Regions from separate parts of the Mus musculus genome. Here region 1 is linked to region 2. The links are chromatin contacts, called in public HiChIP or PLAC-seq maps. All regions are on one chromosome and are shown on one strand. The core of a region is the stretch at or near the end of the contact, and the rest is flanking DNA. Distances in the headings are between cores, read along the strand shown.

Region 1 (5,593 bases), core at 3,067-5,566, 660 kb after region 2:
CACTCTGAACCATGTTGCGAAAAAGTATTATTCCTATGCTTTGCATTAAAAAAAAGAAAAACAAGGTCAATATCTTTATGGTCAGTCATCACAATGAAAGGCACAGCCACCCGAACCTTTCCTCCCAGGCTTTCCTGATACCCACACAATGCTGGAAGCTGTAACACTCCCGCTAAGCCGGAGAGTTAATTTTATTTGTAATTTTCAGCGGCTTTTAGTTTAATTGCACAATTTCCTCAATTATTAAAGTTCACCCTGCGTACTTAAGTTCATTAGCCATTGTCAAATGGGCAAATTACTTTGCAATTTTAATATTTGTTGGACAAAGCTACACTAATAGAATCATTCTCCAGACTCAGCCTTCACTTTGCGGCAGCTCGCAGTGCAGCTGCAATAGGTGCCAGGAACTCCATCCCCTTTCCCTCTTTCTTTAGGACTGTCTCCTCCTGCTCCTGACTTTATCCACACCGGTAGACTTTCCTGTCTGTTCCTCTCTGTTTCCAGAGTTGGGGAGCCCAGGAGGCCAACAGTAGCATTGATAACATTGGAGTGGCCATAAATATGTCTGAAAAACTATCTAGGTGGTCAAGTTCTCAGACATGAGCAACTTGCATAAGTAACATATAGTCATGTGTGTGCATCAACCTATAGAAACAAAATTGGACTTCTCAATAATCAATAAATTGAGGTTTCAGTCGCTAACATTTAGATCACTGCATCTATGCTAACATATCATACATGTGTATATATATGTATGTGTATATATATATGCATGTTTAAATTTTTCCATAGTCTAAGTGCTGGCAAGACTCTCTCTGTGACACTCTTTCTCACACACATACACATACACACATTCACAGCTCACTATACTACACTGAGCTACTCGATATATGTGTGCACAGGCTCTGCTTACATATACATGCTTACACTTGTAACCAAAACACCACTTTCTTCCAGCTTCACCCCTTGCATTTCTGAGCCCCCGCCCCGTGCCCCGGCACAGATCTCATTTGATTAATGATGGTAGGTTTGCTCCCTGGCAGTGCCACCCCACCCTCTAGGGATGCCGATTGTTGAAATGTACCAGTATCAGGAACCTAAAAACATGTGTCCCCACCTGCTGCCGACTGTGTGCCCTGTGCATAGGGACTCAACTCCAAAATATCTGGGTACCAAGACTTCCAACCCTAGAGGACAAAACCCTGCCAGCGTGGTTTATCTTCCCAATAATTAGGCTTGTGTTTCTGCTTTATTAACTCCAATACAACAGCCCCCTGCCCTCTGTCACCAAGGAGACTAATAGATGACAGTCACTCTGATTTGGAAGCCGTACAAATTAAATGACTGAAGTGAGAGGAAGCGAAGTTAAGACAAATGGTATCAAGATAAGGCAGTCCATCATTTACATAGGAGTTTTTCTAACATTAAGAGGGTGTGGGGGGCGGGGCTTCATTTTCCATGCATCAGTGTTAAAACAAACCATCCCAGCGTCCCCATTCAAGCTCAATGACAGGGAATTCCCAAATGTTTCTAGGAGTAACTGATGGCCTATGTCTAAAACCAGGATCGCCTTCCCGTCTCCCAAACACCCATTCTTTTTATTTTATTCTTTTTTTTTTTTAACTTTTCTCAAGAAGAGCCTTCTTCAGTTTTCTGTGCATGAATCCACGAGCTGGCCGTTCTTGCACAGCTAGTCAACAAGTCTAAATCCTTATCATCCCTGGGGCAGATTTGTGATGCATTCTTAACCTCGTGTTTTCCCTTTCTGGGGGTTTGTCCCAGGGGAGGCATCCTCACACACCTTGTGGACAATTAACGTTACCCAGAGAAAGAAAAACAAAATCAAAATATTGGAGGGGCTGGTGGGCATCCAGCCATGCCAGTTCCCACCATTCTTCTGCGGAGCTGTAGCTGTGTTCAGTGGTCGGATCTGAGAAGCCACGTTAGCTCTTGGCTGCGTAGCTGCCGGGTCTGGCGCAAGCTGATGAGATGTGATTATCTCCATGCAGAAATACCAGGGTGGTTGGGAGATAATTTGAAATGAAGTTAAAAATGAAACGGCACTAAAGCTTTTCTCCCTTGTGTCAAAACAACCACATCTTCTCCATTCCTTCCTTCTTCCCCCTTTCACTTTGACGACACTGGTTCACACTGGGGGTGGAGACACGCCTTCTTGCAAACTGTAATCCTTGGCTAATTTTAAATTTCAGATGATTCTGTTTGAAAGACAGCTCTAAGTTTCTATCAAAAAAAAAAATCAGCTTCCGGAGATCACAGATAGAGGTTGCCATGCTGGCTTTACTGAGTAAGCCTTAGACACTGCTATGACTCACAGACTCGAAGTTTCATTTTTCTATACTAACACTATTCGGGTATGAATAGCATGCCTTGATAATAAATGACATTCGGTTGCAAATGTCTTTGAACTTTAGCTTAAAAGAAGTGAAAACAGATTTAAATACATTTCAAATGTTAAACACTATATTTATTGAATCATTGCAAATGGAGTTACCGCGTCAAGTGACAGGTTTTTTTTAAAGCTATGTAAATGTTTCTTTCTTTAAATAGATGTATTTTAGTGCGAGGTATATGTCTAGGCACTGTCTAAGCTTGCAGCAATAATTCTCGATTTACAAAATCAGCAGTGAGGGTTGGGAATTCAGCTCAGTGGTAGAGTGCTTTCCTAGCAAGCACAGGGGCCTGGGTTCTGTCCTCAGCTGGGGGGAGGTGGGGGGGGGCGACAAAATAACAAAATCAACAGCGAATCTTGCAGTGAGAAAGAGTCCATTGCAATCATTAATATTATCCCTCTCTGTGCACACATGCAGTAATCAGATCCCTCGATGAAAACTTTTTAAAATTCTAAAGTTTGATTTCAGGCTTTGCCTTGTGTGTGAGTGTGTGTGTGTGTGTGTGTGTGTGTGTGTGTGTGTGTGTGTGTGTGTGTGTGTAAAGTAGCTGAGTTCTTCTGCAAGCTTCAAAAGTTCCAGCCACATTGTTGAAAACGAAGTTTGAAGTTATTCTGAACAGGGTTGTACAGCTCTTGTGTTCACTGCAGAGTTGGGGGTGGGTGGGGGTGGGGGTCATAAAAGCCGAATTCACTGAGGGCAGAGGGAAAGTCTTTAGAACTCTGTCCGCCCCAGCGCCATCAGTCAGTTAAGAGGAGTATCTGCAGGGTGCCCCCCTCTTCCCTTTCTGCAGTGCTAGGGATGTTTATGTGGATAGAAAGGGATGACAATTAGTTATATTTATCCATTCTGGGTCCATTTAATCCCCACTGTTTTCACTCCCATCAAATCCATTATCCCAAACAACGCTGCGTATGTCTTGATGGAGTTGCATGCAGACTGGCCTTGTTTACTCCGAGAAGACGAATTTTATGGCAACATTAAATACATAGTGAAACCTCACCAACGCAGGCCCTTGGCAGAGGGAAGTCATCCTTGTGGCTCCTCCTATCTGCCTTACCCCATTGCAGTTTGACTTGGTCCTTAAACTCTGGACCTTTCTCCCCCACGTCCCTACATTTTCTCCACAAGTTTTTTATTTATGGTCATTGAGTCCATGTGTTTCCAGAGGTCACAAAAAGCAACCCCATCTTCAAGCAGCCAAAGTCTTCTCTCTCTCTCTCTCTCTGAAAATGGCTTGATATTGATATTACTCCTAACAATTCAGGCTTTCTTTTTTAAGCCCAGTTTTTAAAAAAGAAAATAAAAGAGAAGAAGAGAAGGAGGGGATAAAAATGTAATAATAATAATAATAATAATAATAATAATAATAATAATAATAATAAAAGGAAGAAGAGGCAGAAGGGAGGAGGGGGAGGAGGACTCCCTTGTTTGTTTAGAAAGAAAATCTTAGGTGATCTTACTTACTTTCTTTTCTTTCAGCACTTCTTTGTCTCCCAAAGCGTGTTGCCTGCTACTATGGAAGCTGCAGAAGTGATTTGATCAGAAAATGCAGACCTGTGCTAGCTGACAACCACACAGTAAGGGTGAGGACATCATATGTGTTTGAAACTCCTGGTTTCACTAGGAAGAAAAAACACACTGTATGGCAAACTTTATTATTTAGGCCTTAACACACAGCCAGGACGAGTGGCTCAGACTAAAGGAAATCACTGCTTAATTCCACAAACATTGTTGCAGCCCAGGAATGGCACACACACACACACACACACACACACACACACACACACACACACACACACACACACACACACACACACACACACACACACACACACTCAAAACTTTGAGAGGTCCCCTCCATGAGTGCCATCCAAGCACACCAGTATCAAAACGTGCGGCGCAGCGCCATCTGCTGGCAGCAGGTGCGTCACCTAAATCGCCCCGGTCGCAGAGGGCTATACTAGGTAAAGTGTAAAGGGCTCAGAACCTTTTTCCGCTTGGGGTTCGGGCTGCTGGCCAGCCCTGTTTGCACAAAACCATAAAGAGTAGGCAAGCGACACTGTGTAGAGAGAAAACTGCGCAGGAGAAGCCGTTTCTCAAGGCCTGTTCAGTGTGTAAACCGGGGAAGATGGATAGGTTTGTAAAAGGTCCCCAGAGATCTTGGCCCAGGTTTCTAGCATTCAAGAAGTAGGATTTCTTTGTGTACAAACACAGGGGTACCTTTCCCCTTTCGTTCTGTCAGTCAGCAAGGTATCCGCAGGCCTGTCTTCACATCGTACTGTGTGCTCCGGAGAAGCTGAGCAGTTCCCAGAGATAGCATTGGGACCTAGGCCATTGCTTTCTTGTTGGCTTTAAAGGGGAAAGGGGACACCAGGCTGCCTTTATTCATCAGGTCCACGAACTCCCGGTGTTCCATCCCAAGGGCGGAATCTGAGATAGACTCAGCACTCATAACTGGACTATGTGGACCAGCAGACAGGCCATTTAAGGAAGACCCAACTCCCACCCCCGAAGTGACTGTGAATAGCACCTTATCCACAATGGCTCTTTAAGACCCTCATGCGGGCACGAATCTTAGCAGTTTCTTCTTGTCCAACTCTCTCCCACCTCACCCCAGGCACACAAAGCAGGCTTAGAAGCAAGGGCAGGCACAGCTCCATTCCCACCTTCCATGGGCCGCTTGCTCCTAGCCTGCTTGGGGTTTCTCTGGGCCTCATAGAAGACAAGCTGGTGGAGGGGGTGGGGGTGGAGGTGGGGGTGGGAGCTGGAGTGACTAATCTCCCCAGTTACTCTCCCTTTCCCCTCTCCCCAAACTGTTAGATTTTTAGAAAGGAATGCAGGACTTTAAGCCTATGTTTACCGGGATTAAACAAGCCAAGCAAGCAAATTTGAATTGCCCATAAGAAGCAAAGGTGTTTTGTTGCCACAAAATGTCCCTCCTTTCTGTTTTTCTCCCTCCCTCCCTTCTTCGTTCCCTTCCCTCTCTTTACCTCCCTCCTCCTTTCTTCCCTTTCTCTTTCCCTCTCTATGCTCCTCTCTTCCACCCATCTTTCCTCAGTACATCTCTCTCTCTCTCTCTCCCTCTCTTCCCTCTTTCCCTCTCTCCTCCCCCTCACTCACTCCTTGTTTGTTTCCTCCTCTTGTCTCCCTCCCTCTCTTATCTTTGTTTACCTTTTGCTTCT
Region 2 (5,203 bases), core at 152-2,651:
GGGATGCGCAGGGAACAGGCTCGACTCCCCACAGCTCTGGCTGCCAACACTCAGCCACTGGAACATGCCATTTGAGAAATGTCTTCATTTTCTTCCAGGCGTTGGCTGGCCAGGTTCCCGCCACACTCATTGAAAGAAGGAAGGGGAGGGGGCAGGAGAGGGAAGGTTAGGGTCATAGACTGAAGCAAAGGACTGGAAAATGGACTCCTAAGAACTATTTGGGAAGGAAAACACCAGGGCCTGCCAAATCCATCTTCTGTAAAGTCTGTCAACTGGACATGGCCCCTCACTCAGATCTCCTTGCATCCCACAGGAAATCACATCCCACCCTGGACCATGGTCCAATGAGGGCACACCAGGCACCAGGGGCCCAGCATGCAGCCACGTTAAGGAGTGTGCTCCAAGGACACTAGTCCAAGAGCTGAGGCAAGCTGGCACCTTTCCTGCCAACACTAAGCCGGTCTTTATTTTTATATAGCATGGCTTAAAGCCCCAGCCACTGCGAGTCTCACCCTCAACTGCTTATTTTTTAATTTTCAAACAGCTTGATTTATTGCTTGAAAGCCTTTAGCTGGATCCACAGACTCAGGACTTCAGAAATACCAGAACTGGAAAAGCACAGGAAGGTGGCTTTTGTCAAAAGGCCTCGTTGTCTTGATGGACAGACTAGTGGTTCAGGTGGCCAATAAGCCTAAGTATCCAGAATGAAGAATCAACTCATACAAACATAGGAGAGTATTGGTAGAGCTAGTTGACTGTGGGGAGAAACATAAGCTTTGACACCAGGAAGTCCTCTTTTGTCCCCTGAGAGGTACTTTCTTGTTATGGTTGTGGGCCCACATACACGTCAGCCTTTCAGTCTGTGGGTTAGAAAACTGCCTGCCCTTCACCTTCTGAGAACAAGGAGCAAAGCACCATCATGATGCCTGGTGACAGCAGGCATCCTTCCAGGTTGTCAGGTGCCGGTGTCTGTGGTTAGTGATGTTTAATAAATTAAAGAACCTGGCATTTCAAGGAAGGCCAAGGTTCCATTCAACTTTGTCACTAGGACCATGACAGTTTTATAGAGATGGGCGGGTCAAATCTCCTGGGTGGGGATGGCTCCCTCTCCCAGAGAGAGGGCCCAAAGTGCCTCAGTGAGGAGGTGGGTCAGGATGCCAGCCTTGCCTGGTCCCTGGGTTGTCATTCGATCGGGTGGATTCAGTGGTGGACTGTTCTGCTGGGCATCGGAAAGTAGAGTCCTGGCTCCGAGTGTGGAACGGGAGATTTACCTGAGAGATACCCCAGTTTGGCCTGATACTGATCGGCTGGCATTTCTCAGGGCTGAAAGAGTGGCAACCGAATCCTGTGCCTGCCTGACCCAGCCCCTGCACCAACGCTAGATCCATTTCTCGTTTCCCTTTCTTCTGTAAACAGTGGCGCTCAGGCAGGGCTGCCGGATGGCCTGCCTGCCCACCCCAGCCCCTGATCGTCTGTGGCAGATAACATAGCTTGAGTGTGCACCATCCTAGTTTTCATTCACACCACGCTCCTGGCACGTTAATAATGAAAAGGGAGGGAGAAAGGCAAAGGGTGGCCGGGACGGAAGAGCCAGTGATAGGAACAGGCTCAGATTCTAGGCAAACAGCTGCTTTGTGTTTGCAACCTGGGCTTGACTGGTTTTCAGGCAAGCCACAGGCCACAACGAGCCCTTCTCCAGCCTGCCAGCCGGTGCCCACAAATGCCCAAATTTAGAAGTCAGTGACTGTGCCCAGTTGGGCTTTTCAGAGGAACTTAGGTAATGAGTACTGTGGTCACAAAGGTAGACACCCTCGCTACTTCAGTGGCATTTTCTAGGTCCACTGCTCCTGTTGCTGCCTCTGGTGCTGCTGGCGCTGCTGGTGCTGCTGGTGCTGGTGCTGGTGGTGCTGCTGCTGCTGGTGGTGCTGCTGGTGTTAGGGTCTGCCATATTTCACCATCTTCTCAGAAGTCCACATAGCTTCTGTCCCAGCCCCTGAGTCTGTTTTGAAGCACCCTGTTTGGAGATTGTCTGGACATACCTAGCCTGCCCAGTGAACCTCTGATACAAGCCCAGGCTCGGGGCATCTGTGTGCCTGCTTGTCTCCATGGCACTATCCAGAGATGCCTCAAATACTGCTTTATAGGGAGTAGACTGGGACGAAAGAGGAAGGAAGAAAGAGCAAGAGTTGGAAGAAAAGGGAACAGAAAGCCAGGACCTATCCAGTTACATCCACACATTCATATCTGCACGAAGGCCACAGCTGTACCCTCTTCTGTCCTCGGGGGGCTCATCCTCCGGGCACCCAGGTGCAATGGTACGAAAAGGGGAAGCCCACCCTGGCACTCTTCCTGTAAACCCAGGAAAGTCATCAGACAGAGAGAAACAAGGATGGCTTATTGCTGTGTGACCTTGGTAGGTTGCTTAGCTTTTCTGGTCTCGGTTTCCTTATGTATAAAGAGGTGGTTCACAATCTTCCAAATGCTGTGACCCTTTAATACAGCTCCTCATGTTGTGGTGACCCCCAACCGTGAAACTATTTCCGTTGATGCTTCAATTTTGCTGCTGCTGTGAGTTGTAATGTAAGTCTCTGATATACAGGACACCTGATATGTGACCTCTGTGAATGGGCCGTTCAATCCCCAAGTTGAGAACCACTGGTATAAGGCCTGATGCTAGCAATCTACTACCTACATGGGTAAACTAAGCAAAACTATGAGTACGTCACACCTTGGCAGGGCATTACAGAATTATGTTATTAACCGTTCGCTACCGCTACCAACTCATTGGCTTGCTGTTCTCGTCTTCTCTGAGTCCCAGGGACATGGCAGAGGAGGCTGAAGGTGTGAGACAGGGAGAGAGGCTTTATTAGGCTTGAGTCAGACCAGTTAGCCCTGCTGAGGAGGGGCTCTGTGAGGCACTTCGTGAAAGGAGCGAATGAGGTGGACTTCGGAACTTCCTGTTCCAGCTCCATCTTACAAACTGTATAACCTCTATCTGGTTATTTAAACTCACCAAGCCTTACTCCCTCATCTGTAAAATGGGGTGACTCGGACACTCCCTTTGTAGCGTAGCTGCAGTGGTTAAATGAGTTCATCTGGAGCATTGGGTAGAGTTAACATTGTCCAAGGGGAAGTTAGCTTATCTCAAGCTAACCCTGACCCTCCAGGGGAGGTACCGGTGGGGAGAGGGGAAGAGGAGAGCCATCTAGGCTAAATGACAATGTGACATTGGGTTGGGGGGGGTGAGGTCAGAGTAACAGCCAGGGCAGGTTAGTTGAGTAAAGGGCTTGGCACTGGGGATTCATAGGAGAGCTGGGCAGAGGGAATCTGGGACCAGAACAAATGGCTCTGTGTGTCAGTCAGGGAACCTGGTCTGGTTTCAGCTGGTAAGGAGGGTCCTTGGTGAATCCAAGGGTCAGGCCCAACAGATCCTGCACTTACATAAAGCATAGCATGAAGGGAGGGAGAGAGAGGGTACTTGGGGAGCCTGGACAGAAGCGTGAGGGTAGTATGAGGGTATGCGGGTGAGGCCAGGAGACCTGGGGATACAGCCAGTGGGCCATATGTGTGACATCCGAGAGGGAACACTCAATCCCCACTTGAAGATACATGTCTGGCACTCTGGCGGAAGCTGGAGCTGAGGACAGGGATTTGGAAGCTGGCCACAGGGATGTGACAGTTGACACTTTTGAGACAGACAATCTCAAGGAGGGAGCTGAGGGCCATGGAGCAGAAAGCCAAGGCCAGGTTTAAACAAACACTGGTGATTAAATATCAGATGCTGAAAGCTGGTCTGGCAGAGGCACTAAGGAAGGGTCTGATGGGGAGGACTCTGGGAGCACTCCTGGTCCAGCAGAGACACTAAGGAAGGGTCTGATGGGGAGGACTCTGGGAGCACCCCGGGAAGAGTGGCATAGCTGACTTCGTCATAGCTGAACCTGGTCTTCCTGCACTGCACTCACAGCCATGTATGACCTGTGAACCCAGAGACTAGACTTCAGAAAGCCCAGTTCTCATCACCAAATAACTGAAATCACTTGCAGCTCACATTAAACACGGTCTTTATACGACCATATACAAATTGAGTTGGCTTACAGTTGAGGAGCTGATGTAATGCCGCAACTTGTAGACATTTAAAATGGTATTAATTTTAGTTCTGTAAGCTCCTTTTTTTTTTCCTTTTAACATTTTGGAGCCAATTTGTTTTCAGTTCTCAAATATTTTTCACAGGCCCCCAAGCAGTGTATTACAAATTTGCCTGTAGTGCCAAATGTTTTAAACAATTTAGCTTGGGCTTAAGTACCAGGTTGGGGTGGGGGTGGGATGGGTTGGACAGAAGCCTGACAAGGACTGTCCCTGCTTGTGAGGCATCTTCCTTCATTAGATGTCTCTACCCTGCTGGGCTTACTGTGACCCAACACTTGCCTGGGCACCAGTGGCTACTGTAACATCTTAGCTCCTAGTGGCCCTGGTTATCATTGGTTCGTCAGGACAGGCAATGCCTATGTGCTGGATGGATGGAATACTGCCAATGCCTGGCTCCAGCTCTCTGGTTTCTGGAAGGGGTTAGCATCTTGGGTCCCCAGAGGAGAGTCTGGGGCAAGCAAGAAGGCAAGAGGACACTTGTGTGATCTGAAGAGTGCAGAGATATTTCAGTGTTTCTGTGAAAACTCTCACTGCAGAGATTCTCCAGTCACCTGGTGTTATCAGGTGGGTGCCTGGTTTTTTGCCTCCTGGAACTGACAGATATACTGTTTCTGCTCAAAGCAGCATGTTCCCACATCTGCCAACCCCACTGGCACCCAGTAGGTGTGGTGTGGAGACCTCAAGGGTCTGGAAACATTCACCAAGGACAAAGTACCCAGTAAGGGGAAGCCCACACATCCTCCAGCAGCTGACCCCACATCTGCCCATGCAAGGGTCTCCCTGTCCTCCCCCAAACCTGCCCCAAGCCCCTGGAGCCGGCCAACAGGGCCAAGTCGCAAAGTCTGAGTACTGTTTAAGCACTGCAATTTGGTGCAATTATTAAAAAGTAAACAATCTGCTGCGTCAATTAAACATTATTTAGCTCACATCCCTTCTGATGCAGCAAGCGATCTGCTATGCAGCTTTCTGGCTGAGCAGGACAGGCCTTGAGACCAGTTTTGGCTGGCTGAGTGGCTCCCTGCCTTGCTGGAGAAGGGCTTCCCACAGGTTCCCACTA

Evidence for each region. HiChIP or PLAC-seq counts read pairs in DNA pulled down with a chosen protein or histone mark.
Region 1: an H3K27ac HiChIP or PLAC-seq map of microglia shows a contact between it and region 2, with 6 times the contacts expected there. The contact joins two enhancer-like sites. A contact is called at or near these places in 4 of 484 Hi-C or Micro-C datasets (cerebral cortex, cochlea, embryonic fibroblasts and 1 more) and 3 of 115 datasets of contacts at active chromatin or transcription factors (embryonic basal ganglia, embryonic stem cells and microglia).

What each region holds. Positions count from the first base shown.
Region 1 is chr8:89,567,690-89,573,282 of GRCm38.p6, forward strand. No RefSeq gene overlaps it. Among named protein-coding and RNA genes, the nearest start is that of Gm26331, 19 kb to the right of the region's middle. Within about 2 kb of position 4,317, at least 17 of the 459 cell types and tissues checked have an H3K27ac peak or open chromatin away from gene starts, as enhancers often do. A contact at or near this core is called in microglia, where this site is marked.
Region 2 is chr8:88,912,645-88,917,847 of GRCm38.p6, forward strand. No RefSeq gene overlaps it. Among named protein-coding and RNA genes, the nearest start is that of Gm42034, 75 kb to the left of the region's middle. Within about 2 kb of position 1,402, at least 14 of the 459 cell types and tissues checked have an H3K27ac peak or open chromatin away from gene starts, as enhancers often do. A contact at or near this core is called in microglia, where this site is marked.